Linked DNA regions of Anser cygnoides: regions 2 and 3 are each linked to region 1. The links are chromatin contacts, called in public Hi-C maps. All regions are on one chromosome and are shown on one strand. The core of a region is the stretch at or near the end of the contact, and the rest is flanking DNA. Distances in the headings are between cores, read along the strand shown.

What was found. A called contact is a pair of places that touch in the nucleus more often than the background predicts.
Region 2: a contact with region 1 is called in a Hi-C map of liver, with 2.0 times the contacts expected there. The contact joins two enhancer-like sites. A contact is called at or near these places in 2 of 7 Hi-C or Micro-C datasets (both in liver).
Region 3: a Hi-C map of liver shows a contact between it and region 1, with 4 times the contacts expected there. The contact joins the promoter of GADD45G here to the enhancer-like site in region 1. A contact is called at or near these places in 2 of 7 Hi-C or Micro-C datasets (both in liver).

What each region holds. Positions count from the first base shown.
Region 1 is chrZ:38,052,885-38,056,296 of Taihu_goose_T2T_genome, reverse strand. No RefSeq gene overlaps it. Among named protein-coding and RNA genes, the nearest start is that of GADD45G, 180 kb to the left of the region's middle. Within about 2 kb of position 1,871, at least 1 of the 3 cell types and tissues checked has open chromatin away from gene starts, as enhancers often do. A contact at or near this core is called in liver, where this site is marked.
Region 2 is chrZ:38,188,600-38,192,025 of Taihu_goose_T2T_genome, reverse strand. No RefSeq gene overlaps it. Among named protein-coding and RNA genes, the nearest start is that of GADD45G, 44 kb to the left of the region's middle. Within about 2 kb of position 1,350, at least 1 of the 3 cell types and tissues checked has open chromatin away from gene starts, as enhancers often do. A contact at or near this core is called in liver, where this site is marked.
Region 3 is chrZ:38,232,805-38,236,107 of Taihu_goose_T2T_genome, reverse strand. GADD45G (growth arrest and DNA damage inducible gamma) reads left to right here and starts at 1,703. Exons shown (of 4, transcript XM_048046132.2): 1 at 1,703-1,878; 2 at 1,994-2,095; 3 at 2,192-2,405; 4 at 2,769-3,303. The coding sequence starts at 1,826. The coding sequence ends at 2,879.

The sequences.
Region 1 (3,412 bases), core at 622-3,121:
GAGAGATTTAGCAAAGGTCGCCTTCAAGTCAGGGATGCATTTCCTCTCTTCTCTTCTAATTTATTCTCCTGAGCTTAGACATGTGGTGAAGATTAATTTGGCTGATGAATTTTTGAAAATTCATCAAGCAGTGAGTCACTATAATGGGCCAGAGCAAGGAGGGTTTGTGTCTACATGCTCTAAATGCTCCCTCTGCTGGTGCTGCCTTGGAGGAAGAGGAGGAAATCTGGCTGGGTTGGTGGGGTATGAGCCCTGGGAAAGAGGGAATGCAGGAGTTAGCAGACATGGAGATAGCCTGCATGATCATGTTGTTCATAATGGAAGTGAAGGGGGAAACATAGAGAAATGAGCTAAGGCAGTTGCACATTCTCCATCCAGGCCCTGAAACTCTGCAGATGAGCAGAGGAGTCTCATTAAGGCTGCTAGTATATTTCCTATTGTATTCTGGCAAAGGAGGTTGGTTTTGGAGAGCAATGTGTCTGAAGACTGTCAGTCTTTGGCGGAAAATTTGTCATGTGATTAAAAACAATATTCTGAACAGGGAAAGGTTGTTCCAGTGAAGTCTGGAGAAGTTCCATTATAAAATGGCTTGTAGTGATATGCTTTGTATGTTTGTAATCCCTATAGCGTAAGCTTTTGAAAATTAGTGCATAACTAAACTGCTTACAGAGCACGTTCAGAGACTGTTGTGTAGGGTTCTTCACCCAAGTGTTTGAAGATGAGAAAATGGCAGTGCATTGGTGACTGTTATTCAACTTTATTTCAGCCTTTTCTTTTTTTTTTTTTTTTCCCCACTCTTCATTTTTTACAGGGAAAAAAGCATTTGATTAAGTAATTGACTGTGTCATAGCTCAAATACACAGGGCCTTGAAAGTGCCTGTGCGAACAATAACATTTCAAAACTCCAATGTACTCAACATTTTACTGAATGTGTTCAAAAAAACGCTGTTTCCTAAGATGTTTTAAACAAATATACAATTTTCCTTTTTTTTTTCTTGTTTTTTTTTTTTTTTTTTTCCCTTCGACGGTAAACCCCACAGCTGCACATGAAAGGCCGGGCTCGAAGGCAGAGTCACAGCTGGGCCTCACAACTGGTGCAGCTTTCCCTGCCCCTGTCCCAGCAGTTCAGTGCACTGGCATCCCACCAGCAGTGTGTCTGTGAGTGGCAGTGCTTTCACGACAGCCTAGTAACTTCATGTGGGCACTGGTGTCAGCCCAAGACAAAATTTTTCTGAAGGCTTTTGAGAAGTACTATGGCTATTTCCTAAGGTTCCTGTTGCAGTGGATTTGTTTAGGAAATTAGGAAAAATATTATTAGGAAAAAATAAAAGAAATCGTTATACTTAGATGGGTTTCTGAAATTCAGCTGTATTTCCTCTGGACCCTCCACTGGTGGTGAGAAGACCTGTGGATCCTCTGTACCAATATCCGGTGAGCAGTATGGGCTTAACACGTGCTGCTGCTCCTGCCTGAACCTGTGCATTTGGGAGAACAGGAGTGTGTAAGGATTGAAGTGTGAGTCCTGAACTCCTGGCTTCAGGGAGCATGGCAAATCAAAAGAAGATAGGAGAGTGTTTGAAAATACACAGGACACGGGCCAGCAATCAATATTTGCCTGAAAAAATAAACCAACTGTTAACTCAGTCAGAATCAAGGTTCTTAACAAAGCTAATACATGTAACCGCTCTTGAAATACGTAGAAGGCTGCTGTGAAAAACAAAGGAACAGTATGTCTTCCCTGTCCAGGACAGAGAAGAGCTGGAATGACTTGCCTAGGGAGAGTGTAGTGTCTTCATCACCAGAGGCTTTACAAGTTGGGCAAACAGCAGTCAGGAATAGTCTGGGTATATCTGAAACAGCTTTGGGACAGAGGGAAGGGAAGAATAGTGACCTCATGAGCATGTTTTCATCACTCTTTTTTCTGAAGCTGTGATATTATTACTGTACTCTTAGTCTTGTTTGTCCTTCTCTTGCTGCACTCCAAGACATGCCTTGCATCTTTGCAAGGTCTAGGAAAAAAGGGACGATTATGCTGAGTAGGACCTTTACATTTCACTGCAATAATGGGAGCAAATTTGTGCAGGTGGGCGTCTTCTGAACACCAAAGCCCTCTTGAAATGCCGGTGAGCTGTTTTAAATCACTTCCGGAGTATGCAGCCTGTATTGCATGAGTCGTCCTTACGCAGAGTAGCCCTGCCTCAGGCCGGCCTGCAGGGAAAGCTTGAAGGGACCAGCCGTTGGCAGTCCATCCTAGTCTTGTCCTCTGGATCTGGTTGTTTGGAGGAAGGCAAATACAGAGTCTGTGCCACTACCACAATACAGAGGTGTATGTGCATGTGCATTTAAAGTTTCTATCTAGTGCCCAGCGAAAATATCAGAGATCATATAAAGCTTGTAATCAGTAGCAGCTGCCATGCCTACCAAGTTAGGCACATGCCTAACCATTTTGTTGGAGGTAGGCATGGATAAAAATCACTTTCCAATATTTTCAACTTGAGAACTTGCATAAGCATCAGATTATTTAATAAAAATTAAGTCTGGAGTACGAAAACTTTGGTCACACGTACCACAGTAGTACTTCTGTTGCAATTCTGCTATTGCAACAGGTGTTCTAGTTTGTTAAGACCTGGGGATCAATAACTAAATTTACAGAAAAGCCAGCTGCTTAGTGGTTAGTGGCTGCTTTAATGTGTCAAGTACAAATTGTTTGGCCAAATCTGGTCTTCTGAAACAGTATCTTCCAAAGCATACCAATAACAACTTTCTTCTTCTGCAGTCTCAGACTAAAAGATAAAATAAATCTGTCAACAGTATTCTGACATATTGATCTCATTTAAACACCTCTTGCTCCCGGGGAATAGTAAGCCTCTAGGCCCTGTAGAATCAAACATTTTTCTATTTGCTCTTCCAGTACAAGTTATTCAGTCTACATATGCATGAAAAATCAGCAATTGTCCAGGATATTCTCCATTCCATTTTCATCTCCTCTATAATTTAAAACACCTGACATATACAGCACATGCACAACTTCTTTTAAAACAGTTATGGACCTTTCTGAGTTCAGGCCAGTATTGTAATTTGTATCACAGTGTTAGGCCAAAGGCCAGAAGACATTAATTATAATGGATTTGAAGTTTTTCAGGTGTAATTAAGGAATTTTTTGGGGGACATTATTTTTGTAAGAATGTGCAAATGCATTTGTGTGCATATTAAAAAAAAAATATATATATATATATATGCTGTGGATTACCTGTAATTTGGCAATTTAAAATGAATGAATATGTTTGTGAAATTACATGCAAATACTAAGAGGAAAAATTGGTAGAAGTCTGTTGGGAACTGCATTTAGAAGAGAAATAGGCTGTAATACATATCAGAGAAAAAAATCCTTGTCATCAGAATCTAAATAAAA
Region 2 (3,426 bases), core at 101-2,600, 140 kb before region 1:
TTTTTTTCTTTCCATTTTTCTGTGACATGATTCTGTAGAGATCAACTCAGTGAAAGCATGTGCATTTGTTTTCACTCAAATTATGATTTTTTTTTTCTATATGATTTTGAAGTCATTTGAAGGTAAAAGCTTGGATTTGTGCTAAAATTTGAGAGAGACTGCATTCTACCTAAGCACTGTGTTGTCATTCCCAGAAAACAAGGAATTTGGGGTGATAAAATCATATGCGTGTATGTCTGAAAAACAGAATACAGAGCATGGACAAAAATATGCTAAAGATGAAAAAAAAAAAAAAGTGCACTTGGAACCACTGTTAAGGACTGATATTTTGATCCTGTTTGAATTAGAGATGCCAGAATTCCCTTTGATAATTATACAGCACCGTCTTCTCTTTGGTCAAACAAAGAACTACAGCTGGCGTGACACCATGGATGGTGGCAGAAACAATTCGATATAAAACAGGTGTAAAATGGTAATCTGGGCCATAGTCACTGCTGTAAAACTTGAATCACTCTTGGGCATTCAACACAGGTGTCAAATTAATCCTTGATAGTTTGCCAAAACTGTAAGTATGTCAGATTGTTGTTACAGGGAATAAAAGGGCATACTCTATAGTTTCAGATGGAAAAGAAAAAAAAAAAAAGAGTAGTTAAAGAAGTTTCAGTAGTTCAAGACATTCCAAGGTTAATCTCTGTGGTGTTAACCTAAGAAAATACTGAGCTTACTTGTGGTGTCAGTGTCCTGCCAAGCCAACACGGGCTGAGGCTGTTCTGTGCTCTCCCTGCTGTTTGTACAGTGTTCATGTGCCAGCCTGTTCAAAGTACAGACTGGGAGCTTCTCAGAAACTTGAGGCTGTGACCAGTCTCCTGCAAAGCATTCAGAAGATCAAAAAGACATGCACAAACTCTGCAAGGTGCAGAAAGGACTTACATACAGTGCCTTGTGAAAATGGTCTGATTTAGCAGTGAATGTCTAAAAATGCAGTTCACCTGACCACTTGTTCTGATCTGAAGTGGGACTACTGTCTGGTACCTCTTGTCCCAGCCACATCAATTCTATTTGGTCACAGAAAAAAAAAAAAAAAAAAAAAAAAAAAAGTAGTGAAGAATTTGCTGAGAGTAGCATGAAGAATAACAACCATTCCTGGCATTTATGTTGGCTGTTTAGAGGGGGAAAAGCAGTAATACAACTGTTTCTAGACAAGGGGAGTAAGCGGAGATATCAGCTCACAAGGCAGCACTCTTCACTTCTCACTTACTGGGTATTATGACACAATATCATTCATACTGCAAATTTGAAACTGTTCCTTTTGTACAATGTGGTGGGGCATGAAATACAAGTCCTAAGCCAAGACCTTTGGAACAATTTGTTTTTGAAACTGGAACGAGGGTGACTGCTCTGGTTCAGCATTATCTGTATATAACAGGTCAAGTTGCACCCTCACTACTAGTAACCCATAGTCAGCAGAGGAAGAATGTGAGAAGTTAAAAAATGGAGATTAATTCATTAATGCCTTATAATGACTGACTATTAATTCTCCTTGTCGAAGGAATAAGAGTGTCCATGATGAGAGTTTTTGAGTTTGGGATTGAAACCAAGACACACACCTTGCAGCTAGATTTTGTGGCTCATAGCCAGAAGTGTGTTTAACTAAAGTCTTTTTGAAATACGAGAGTCTTAATTTCCTATATCTCTTGTTTGGTTTGCTCCTAGAGCTGACCATCATCCTGTAATGACCTGAAATTGATCCCCTGTCCTGATATCTTCAAACGTACTGCTGAATCTAGACCTTAGGTTGTCTTTTTCCATCTGTAGTGATGCTCGTGTGATCCATTTAAGAAATCTGAGCCAAAAACTGCAATCACCACACAATTTCTTCTCCATACGCTAGTATGTGAAAAAGGCAGGGAAGGTTTTGTTTAATGTGAAGTTAATTGTCGAAGGGACTAGGTTTACTCATTACTAAATGACATTACTGCATTACTGCTACAAAAAGACAAAGTCCTGGTAATTAAGAGCAGGCAGTCCTTCACAATGCGCTGCAGAGACAGCAGCAATTCATCAGTGACATTTGCAAATTGTGGCACTGTGTGCTCCTTGCACAAAAGGCACAGCTGCCCGCAGATAACATCAGTTCAGCAGCAATGGGGTCCCATTTGTTTTCTCTCTGCCTCTTGCTGTCTCGTTTGGTGAGCAGGTGAATATCAGCTGGCCCAATCTGCTCGACCTCTGGGGCTGGTCTTCTGGGAGGCGCAGCTCACCAGGCTGAGCAGCGATGCACTTGTTTGCCTTGCTGATCTGTGCATGCTTAGTCCAAAGGGTATTGCTTCTTACCTACATTTTAGCTTAAAGCTTCTGGAGAGATGAAGTACTCTCGCTTTTTCCTTAGTCTCTGTTGTCCAACACATTACTCAAAGAAATAAAGTTGTTGCTCAGCCTCACTATTTTGAGACACTAGTGTAAAGAACCTCAATTCGCATTGCAGACTGTCCTAACTCCGAGCAACAGGTAAATGTTGCTTGTGCAAATTACAGTGACTGCAGTGTTATGGAGATTGTGCACAAGAGATTTCACTTGCTACAGCTTAATCTCCAACTGGTCATTAGTTGCAGAAATCCCCTATGCAGATGATCCCTGAAATAAGTGGAAAAAAAGATAGTATGTCTATCAACAAGGTGTGTGGGGAAAAAAAATTCATCTACACGCACAGATCTTTCAGACTATATCTGATTCAAATTATTCATGTTCTTAAATATGTGCAGTCCTGGGCTGAGTGTTTGCTAGGGTTAAGGCCATGAACACTATGTCCTTCCAACTGTGGCTGCCACAGCAGTGAGAAGTACTTAATGCATGGTCTTCCCTGGATTTTGCATCTTTATAGATGCCACGTAAAGTGACAGAGTGCATCACTACGTGGACTTCTCCTGGTTCTGTGTGGGTACTTATGCTGGCCACATCTGCAGAGATTGTTGCTTGCTACCCTTGTTCTCTCCAGCTTGAGGATAACACGGAAAGTCAGAAGGGAGGACTATGGTAGGAATGCAAGCCGAAACATGTGTGTTGCTGGCAGTGAAAATTATTCTGTCCTCCAGCTGGACTTGTGCATGTTTGAGATGGCATGCTGTACAGCAGGGGCTGTCCTCATGACAAAGGACCAGCAAATGCTCTGCACAATCCCTGCAGGACAGAGAGTTCCTGCCTTACCGCAGACAGACCTAGCCTGGTGCTGTGTTGTCCAGAACAGGCAACAAGAGTACACAAGGGAAGGCAGCAAGACCTTCTACCTGCAGTGTAATTACAGCTGAAAGGCCATGAGAGGTGAATGGCATCAGATCGGTGTCCCTCCTTTGGTGGGGAGGGAGCAGACAGCAAGTGGGGGCCCTGGAGCAGACAAGCACGTTCCCCCCATGCTGAGCCTGCCAGATA
Region 3 (3,303 bases), core at 454-2,953, 180 kb before region 1:
AAACCCAAGAGCTTTAGGCTAGCTTTTTTTTTTTTTTTTTTTTTTCTTGCTATGGAAATGACACTGGCATTAAACCGGTGCTGTCAAATTTAATGTCAAAATCCACTTATTCTTGCCTGAGTAGGACTGCCAAGTGATATTCCCACCCTGATCTGCAGGATGGCTTCCAGCACTCAACAGATGATCCAGCAGAGAACTGGTGCCTATCAGCTTTCCATCAGATGCACAGATCATGCTGAGCTGCATTTGCAGAAGTCAATTTTGATGCTCAGCATTTGGCTTGTAAGTATATTGGGGACACTTACATCCACCTGAGTGTGTTCAAGTGTCCTAGGACAATGGGGGGTGTAACTTCCACTGTCAGAGGAAAACAATCAGCACGCTTACTTGGGTGTTTGTGGGCAGCAATACTAAAAAGTGAAAAAGATGATTTTTTTTTCTTTTATGTATATATTAAAGACATGGGAGGCGAAGACCAAGAAAGCGAGCAGTGGAGCATGATGTCCACTTAAGATGGAGTTTGCTCAGTAGACTACGAAGTCCGAGGAGCTGACTGTTTCAAAACCATAGAAAAAAGAGGGAAGGGACCAGGAGCAGGTACAGCTCCCTTCGTGCACCTCCCTGGCTGCTCTGGAGGCCCGGTGTTGACACCGTGGTTTGAAATAAGCTGGATCGGGTGTCTGGTCATGCTCCGTGGCCTTCAGCACCATCTGTGCTAGGAGACACGGGAATAATGGAGCGATCTGAAAACTGCGACGAGGGGAAGCCCTGACGCCAGGGTGCTGGGTTTTTAAGCAAAAAATGGAAGCCTACATGTGAAAAGATTGCTGTGGCCCCGACTCCAAGGTTTTTAAGCAAAAAAATGGAAGACTATGTGTGAAAGGATTGCTGTGTCAATATGCTTGCATACGTGAGTTTATTACTTCGGTGCTTACATACGTTAACCTACTACACATGCTATGAGTTGCTTTGGCCTACTAATTTCTATCCATTTTAAGCAACTTTAATTTCCACCGTGATGGGAAGCTCGGTGAAATCACAGCTATAACAGGCGTCTTTCAGAGCGCTGAGTCAGTGCTGGGTTTCCCATCTGTTTCACGGCGCACTGAGGCTGCAGCACATGGCCAGCCCTCCGGTGCTTGCAGCAGGTGTTCGGTCCGGTGGGCCCTGCCCAAGGCTGCTGGTTTCTGACCTGCCCTGCTGCGCTCCTCCCCGTGCACGTACCCGGAGAATACAGGGGGGAGACGCACTGAGTGTGTTTTTTTACGGAACGCGCTGCGTACGCTGCGCTCAGCGAGTGGGGACGGCTGCCGTCTCACCTCTGTGGGGGCCCGGGGATGGTTTTCTGAAAACTTGTGAGGTGTTTTTAGACGCAAAAGGGCCGTGAACGCACGCGGCGCTGAGGCACGCTCCGTGTGCCGGGTCCCCGCACGGCCGGGCCCTCACAGACCCTCCCCCCCCCCCGCCCCCCCCGCCGCGCGCGGGCTTTCCCCGCCCGGCGCGTGCCCCCGCCGCCCCTCCCCCTCCCCACGTGTCCTGCCGGCACGAGCCGCCCGCTCCCTCCCGCCCTCAGCCCGCGCGCGCCGATTAGCATGACAAAAGCCCCCTCCCCCTTCCCCGCCGCCGGCCAATGGGAGCGCGGCAACCGCCGCCAGCTGCCGGCGCCGCGGCCGCGCGGGCTATAAATAGGGGCGGGCGGCGGACGGGCGGCCCAGAGCCGCTCGGTTCGGCGGGCGGTGAGGAGCGGAGCGGGAGGCTCGGGGCCGGCTGGGAGCGATCGGCGCCGCCGCCGCCGCGGCTTGTCCTTGTCCGCCCGCTCGCTGCTATGACTCTGGAGGAGACCCACGGACAGGAGCCGGTGCCCGCGGGCAGCGACTGGTAGGTGGCGGCGCTGCTGGCGGTGGGGCGGCGGTTGGGCGGCCGTTGCGGCGGTTGGGCGGCGGTGAGGCCGTTGGCGCCGCGCTGACTGACCGTGCCCGTCTCCCCCCCGCAGGATGCAGGGCGCCGGCAAGGCCCTCCACGAGCTGCTGGTGTCGGCGCAGCGCCGCGGCTGCCTCACGGCCGGCGTCTACGAGTCGGCCAAGCTGATGAATGTGTAAGTAGGGCGGCGGGGGCCCGGCCGGGCCGGGCCGGGAGGGGTTGGCCGCAAGCACGGTCCGCAGAGCCTAACGCCGCGCCTCGCCTCTTGCAGCGACCCCGACAACGTGGCTTTCTGCGTGCTGGCGGCCGATGAGGAGGACGAGGGGGACATCGCCCTGCAGATTCACTTCACCCTCATCCAGGCCTTCTGCTGCGAGAACGACATCGACATCGTGCGGGTCAACGACGTGACCAAGCTGGCGGCTGTTGTGGGGGCCAGTGAGGAGGACGGGGAACCGCGGGACTTCCACTGCATCCTCATCACGGTGGGTATTCCTGGGTGGTGAGGGGCTGGGGGGGCTCTCTGCACTGCTGCTTTCGGCACCGGCCTCTGCATGGGGTGGCCACGTTGCTGCAGGTGGCTGGATCCCCTTCTGGGCAGAGAAAGGGGACTTGGCACATGTGCCCAAGAGCCAATCTGCTGAGTAGTAGTAGTAGGCTGCATTTCTCGTAACTGTGGATTTCCTCTGCCCACAAGGGTGACAGCTCTGCTTCCTGCTTTCCCCGTGCTGGGACAGAAGTTATCTGAAAATACCTCACTTACTAAGCTAATGCTTCTGTAAATAATGTCATGACTTCAGTTGGCAGGCAGTTCTCATGGTATGCAACTTTTTTTTTTCCTCTGGCAGAACCCGAATGAGGATGGCTGGAAGGACCCAGCTCTAGAGAAGCTGAAATTCTTCTGTGAAGAGAGCAGAAACGTCAATGAGTGGGTGCCAACCATCACCCTGCCCGAGTGATGGTGACCCAGTGCACTGGGGAAGCTGAAACCTTTGTTGCATTCTCAACGTGGTGTTGGTTCACCGAAGTGTGCAACAAGCTGCTGATTCCATGGATTAGCCTGGTCAAGAGACTGGATTAAGGTCACTCAGACTGGCATGCAGTGGGCTCTTACGGAGGAGAAAGAGGAAAAGAACAGCTTACCCCACCAGTGTGCCTCAGTAGCCTGCAGCTGCAGCGGAGAGGCTGACATACCATGGAACTGAAACAAGTATTGCAAGTTTCCTGGTCGAGAGGAGCTGTTTCAGAAGACAGAGAAAGTTGGGGGAAGTGGGCCAAAACTTTACAGAAGGACTGGACAGAGTACTGTGACTAGAACTGTTGGCACTGTCTATAAAACGTGGAGAGAAGGAAGTTCCAGTATTTGATGGACTATTAGAGACT